2 separate regions of the Sus scrofa genome follow, and region 1 is linked to region 2. Evidence: chromatin contacts called from public HiChIP or PLAC-seq data. All regions are on one chromosome and are shown on one strand. Each heading gives the region's core, a stretch centred on a gene start, on an enhancer-like site or on the middle of the called end of the contact. The rest is flanking DNA. Distances are from core to core; before and after follow the strand shown. Region 1 overlaps SNTB1 (beta-1-syntrophin). Region 2 has its middle 100 kb from the start of SNTB1.

Region 1 (2,700 bases), core at 178-2,677, 180 kb after region 2:
ACAAACGCCTATATAGACACCATAGACACCGATGCATGCACCACCAATTACCAGCTACCTTTCTTAGCCTTCCATTAAAAACCACAGCCAGGTTTTCAACATGGGTAGACAGTCTTGTCTGTACAAAGTGACCCCTCAGGTATAATGTCTCACTCTAGGAAGAGGGAAGAACAGGCAGTGATTCTGAAATAAACTATAGTACTTTTTGTTTTTTAACCACTTAGAGTATTTCTCAGAGCTGGTATTTATTCACCTCATACTTGGCATCCATGTAATTTTATTCCCAGTCAGCACCTCTGGGATAAAATTAGTTTTCTCTTGTCAACCCTGTGATGTTGGTCACACAAACTAGCACTCCTGACGTTGCCTAACAGCTATAGTTCTAATTGCCCCAGCAATGATGTGTTTCATGCCAAAGTATAAACTCCTGAAAGCATGGGCAGACGGAGTTGACCTCTGCGCATTGTATAAACTTCTAGTCCTTTCTATTTGTCAGCCTGCAAGAGTCTCAAGGAAATAGCGTATATACTCCCTATTCACAAAACATCCATCTCTCTGTTCAAAACAGAAACAGCCAACTCTGCGTGGAGGTTAATGACGTCATGATGTGAAAAGCAAAAGGAAAACTTTTCACGCTCAAGAACCCAGAACCCACATCCCCCGAGTGAGGTTTCCTCTTTTCTGGTTAATCATGAGGAGTAACCAGAAAAGTCTAAAGTGTAAGTTCTGCTAGAGATAATAAATATCATTTCGAATGTCTTTGCTTTTTTTAAAATCATGAACCATAACGCTGTCTTCCTCTCAGTGGTTGAGGGTTGCAGAAATGAGGAGAGTTAAGGTATTTGATAACCAAGTTACAGGGAGCTGTTTGATAACCAAGGGAGACTTGAAAAAAAGTAGCTGATTTACCAAGTCATATCAGCGCTTTGAAGAAAAGAACACAGCCCCCACCGCATCCTCTTAAAAGCATCAGTAATAAAATCTTTACAAAGGGTTTGAGCTTTCCAACTTTTAATTTTCATCCCCTCATGGAAAGATAAGCATCTTAAAAGAGCCAAATTGCTTCCTACGGCTGTCAAAGGAAGCTCCAGTTTTGAGACACTGCTCACTGCTTTATACAGTCCTCCCATTTCCATGATATAAAATTGTCATACTCGTCGCCTTTGCAGAAATTATACAGCACTGGGGAGTGCTGAGTGTTTTCTGGTGAAGTTCATTTTCGGGGAAGTTAAAAATTCAACAAGTCATAATCGTTACCCAGAATTAAACCCATGATATCTAGTAACAGCTGGGTTGCTGAATGATAGGAAAGTTCTGCCACAGGCATCTGCAGGTTTGGCTTCTGGTGCTGGCTTTGGACCTTATTCGTTGAGCAGTTTGGGACCAGTCACCTCTCAGTGGGCCCCCGGCTTCCGCCCTCGTGACGTGACGTGATGCCTGCGCACTCTCCCACATCCTTTCCTGCACCAGTGTTCTGGGACTCCCGGGAAGACCAGGGCGCTATAACTTTTTCTAAAGAAATATTAAGCAATCAGGATTTTAAGTCTCAGAAGTCATCTCTTCCAAATTCCATCCAACCAGGATTTCATAAACTGGCCCCGAGAGATGATATTGAGCCTCCTGATTCTTTTCTGATTCTTTGCCAATGACCCCCTTCCACTTTCTCTGGGTCTGAAACTAAGATGCTGCCGCCGCCTCCTCATTTTATGAAATGTGTGGTTCCTTAATATTTTGTCTGTGTAGTTTTTCAATGTTATTTTCTTTTTAAAATGTTATTGAAGTATAGTTCATTTACAGTGTGTTGTGTAGGCTTTTTAAAAGAGAAAGACAGAGCTAAACATTCTTTTTTTTTTTTTTCCTCCCTTGAGCAAACTAAAATAGGAGGGTATAATTTGACCTGGATTTATAAAACTGCATTTTATTCATTTAACTGAAAACAACTGTACTTTTTCTTCTTAGCTGTTATTTATTAAGCCACTCCATGGCAAGCACGGTGCTAAACTCTCTCTAGATGTACCATTTAAAAATCTTTAAATTGACGTGAAAGATAAGTGTCATTATGCCCACATTACAGAAGATGAAATTGAAGTGCAAAGATACCAAATAACTTGCCTAGAGTCATTCACTTTGCAATGGCACTGAAGTTAGAATCCATCCTAGTGAGCCTAACTACAATGTATTTATATATATATATATATATTTATATAATATATATATTTGTATTTATATAATATATATATTTACACATATGCATTATATGTATTATATACATGTACACGTATGTCCCTAGCATAGGGTAGGTTCTCAATTAGGTTGAACCCATACTCAGATTTATTAAACTAGAATTTATGAGAGCAGCACTGTGGGCTTGGTAATAGAACCGGGGGTGCATCTTTAGTAAGTTGATTTGAGATGATGGCTTTCATGGTCTCCATGTTTGCACTTTGACCCGATGCCATGGTCATTGGCACAGTAGCTGTGGGGACACTGGGGCATTAACCCCCACTCTCTGTTTAAAACATATTGGTAGATGGAGTTCCCATCGTTGCTCAGCAGAAACGAATCTGACTAGCATCCATGAGGACACAGGTTCGATCCCTGGCCTTGCTCAATGGGTTAAGATCTGGCATTACCTTGAGCTGTGGTGTAGGTCGCAGAGGCAGCGCGGATCTGACATTGCTGTGGCTGTGGTGCAGGCCA
Region 2 (2,700 bases), core at 33-2,532:
TGAGCGAGGCCAGGGATCGAACCTGCAACCTCATGATTCCTAGTCAGATTCGTTTTCCCTGCACCACGACGGGAGCACCGTGGATAGCACTTTACTATTTCAAAGCACCTTGTGCAATTTAATCTTCTTGCCAATATTGTAAAGTGGCTGGGACAAGTATTTTAGAGATAAGCACATCTAGGCTTGGAGCCCTTGAATGACTTTCCCAAGGTCAATAGCCAGTGGATAGGAAAGCCAGTACTAGAATCTTGGACACGTGATTCCTTCCTCCAATGCTCTTCCTTCTGCCTCTCTTACAACTTAGTGATGTTTTATTACACTTAAGGTGTAAATTAGATAGCACGACTTCCTAGGATATGAGATGGCTTCTCACAAACTTCCGAAAAATATGTTTGAGGATGTTCGTTCTCTGCGCTATTTCTATCATTCTTCAAGCTGCTAAGACTGGATTTGCTTAGCAGTCAAGGTGTCAGCACAGATGGTTTCATAGGAAGTGCATTAGTTTCCAGGGCCACTGTAACAAATCCCACAAATTTGCTGGCTTGCAAGGATGGAAATTTATTCCGTCACAATTCTAGAGGCCAGAAGTCTACAACCAGGGCCACACTCCCTACAAAGGCTCTAAGAGGGAATCTAGTCCATGCCTCTTCCAGTTTCCAGTGTTTGTTGGCTTTCTTGGCTTTTGGCCACATCCCACCCATCTCTTTCTCCATCATCATATAGGCTTCTCCTCATTGTATTTGTCCTCTGTATAAAGACAATTGGCATTGGATTTAGGGCCCATCCAGATAATCCAGAATGATCTCTTCATCTCACTATCCTTTACCTGAGTTACATTCACAAACACCCTTTTTCTTAATAAGGTAACATTTACAGGTTCTGAGGATTAAGACAATGGAGGGCTACCATTCAGCTGGAGAGATTGATGGATTGATTGACTGATTGATTTATAGGAGTTGTTTATTCAAAGGTCAGAAGCTTTACAAGTGGAATGAATCAAAGATTTGTCCCACCGGTAATGACAAAGCATTCTTTTCCCAAGGTGGCCTTCAAGTCATTTACAAATTTTGAAAGGATCTCAGCAGTCCATAGGACATTCTCTGAAAGGATGCCCTGCCTTTCTCAGCTAGCTGTGGGTCATGGGCCAGGGGTGAAGATGGGTCTAACTAGTAGTGACTGGCCTACATGCTTGGGCATGTGCCCTGTTTATATGATACCCTCTGCCAAAGTGAGCTTCATGCCAAGAGGTAAACTTGAAAAGCCACTATTGAAACAGGAGCTCCTGTTTATGTCTGACCAGCATAGCAAGTTCTCTGCATCACTCACTCAGAGAGTCAGCCACTAGACCATCTGTTTTTCTCCCGTTGGCCTTTAAATAAAGATTGGTAGGTGCTTGTTTCCAACTCCAGATCTATGTCTGTGATGCATCATAATCTATAGAACTCACATATAAGGCACAGTCTTTCAGAGACTAGTAACAGCACTACTGCATGCTTATTCTTCTTTTGTCCACACTCTCGGAAAGAAAAAAAGAAGGGGAATAACACTTACGGAACATGATGGGTATGTTCCATTCGCCCCCAGATCCACTGTCCATCATTCTCTGCTCTGCCTCCTTGAGCCCTTCCTGTGACCTTAATGGACACTCTTACCAAATAGCTTCATGTTGGGTTTGGCCAACTGAAAGGACTCTGAAGGAACTGGAAGGAAGAAAAGAGAGAGTGAGGGAGGGAACCTGCATTATTCATTTCTCAATCCCCCAGTGGTTGCCAAGGTCTGGCCACATCTCTCCATGGAGGTCTCAGCATGCAACTCTGTCTCCAAGTCTAGGAAACACTGCTTTTATCCAGACCCTCAGGCCTGCAGCTGCTAGCTCCAGAATATTAAAGTACCTTTTGTAGTTTTACTATACCTTGTCTATATATGTTTTTAATAGTCATGCTACTATACTTTCACAATTTGAATGAATCATCTGTTTCCTAAAGGGACTCAAACTGATGAAATGCAATCCTTTTAAAGTCTCTTGCTAGATGTCCCTTTATTCCAGTAATTATAACAGTCCTATAGGGGAGAGACTCTTTCTCAAATCAGAGCTGCAGCTGCAGGCCTACACCACAGCCACAGCAACACAGGATCTGAGTCACCATCTGCAATCTACGCCACAGCTTTGCAACAATGCCGAGTCCTTAACCCACTGAGCAAGGCCAGGGATCAAACCCATATCCTCACTGACATTATGTCATGTTCTTACTCCACTGAGCCACAACAGGAACTCCAGGGTAGGTACTCTTAACCCCATGCTATTGATGAGGTAACTGAAGCTTATTGAGGCAACATGACTTGTCCTAGGAGACAAACTAGCAAGTGAAGCATGAGGATTCAAACCCAGATTTGTCTAACTTCAAAACTCTTGGATTTTTAGCTATTTCTCCCCACTCTGAAGAAAACGTCTTTTTTATTATTGAATTATAATTGACTTATGATATTATATTAGTTTCAGGTATACAACATGGTGATTCGACATTTTTATAGATTACAAAATGATCGCCACGGTAAGTCTAGTTTTCATCTGTCACCATAGACAGTTATGACAATAGTATTCAGTATATTCTCTATGCTGTTCAATACATCCCGTGACATTTATTTTATAGCTGGAAGAAATAAAGGATGCCTGGAGAAATAAGAAGTGTTAAGGCTCAA

What was found. HiChIP or PLAC-seq counts read pairs in DNA pulled down with a chosen protein or histone mark.
Region 1: a contact with region 2 is called in an H3K27ac HiChIP or PLAC-seq map of skeletal muscle, with 2.3 times the contacts expected there. The contact joins two enhancer-like sites. A contact is called at or near these places in 1 of 47 Hi-C or Micro-C datasets (skeletal muscle) and 2 of 2 datasets of contacts at active chromatin or transcription factors (alveolar macrophages and skeletal muscle).

The regions. Positions count from the first base shown.
Region 1 is chr4:18,362,849-18,365,548 of Sscrofa11.1, forward strand. The region is part of intron 2 of SNTB1 (beta-1-syntrophin); the gene reads left to right. Among named protein-coding and RNA genes, the nearest start is that of SNTB1, 75 kb to the left of the region's middle. Within about 2 kb of position 1,428, at least 20 of the 83 cell types and tissues checked have an H3K27ac peak or open chromatin away from gene starts, as enhancers often do. A contact at or near this core is called in alveolar macrophages and skeletal muscle, where this site is marked.
Region 2 is chr4:18,187,674-18,190,373 of Sscrofa11.1, forward strand. No RefSeq gene overlaps it. Among named protein-coding and RNA genes, the nearest start is that of SNTB1, 100 kb to the right of the region's middle. Within about 2 kb of position 1,283, at least 4 of the 83 cell types and tissues checked have an H3K27ac peak or open chromatin away from gene starts, as enhancers often do. A contact at or near this core is called in alveolar macrophages and skeletal muscle, where this site is marked.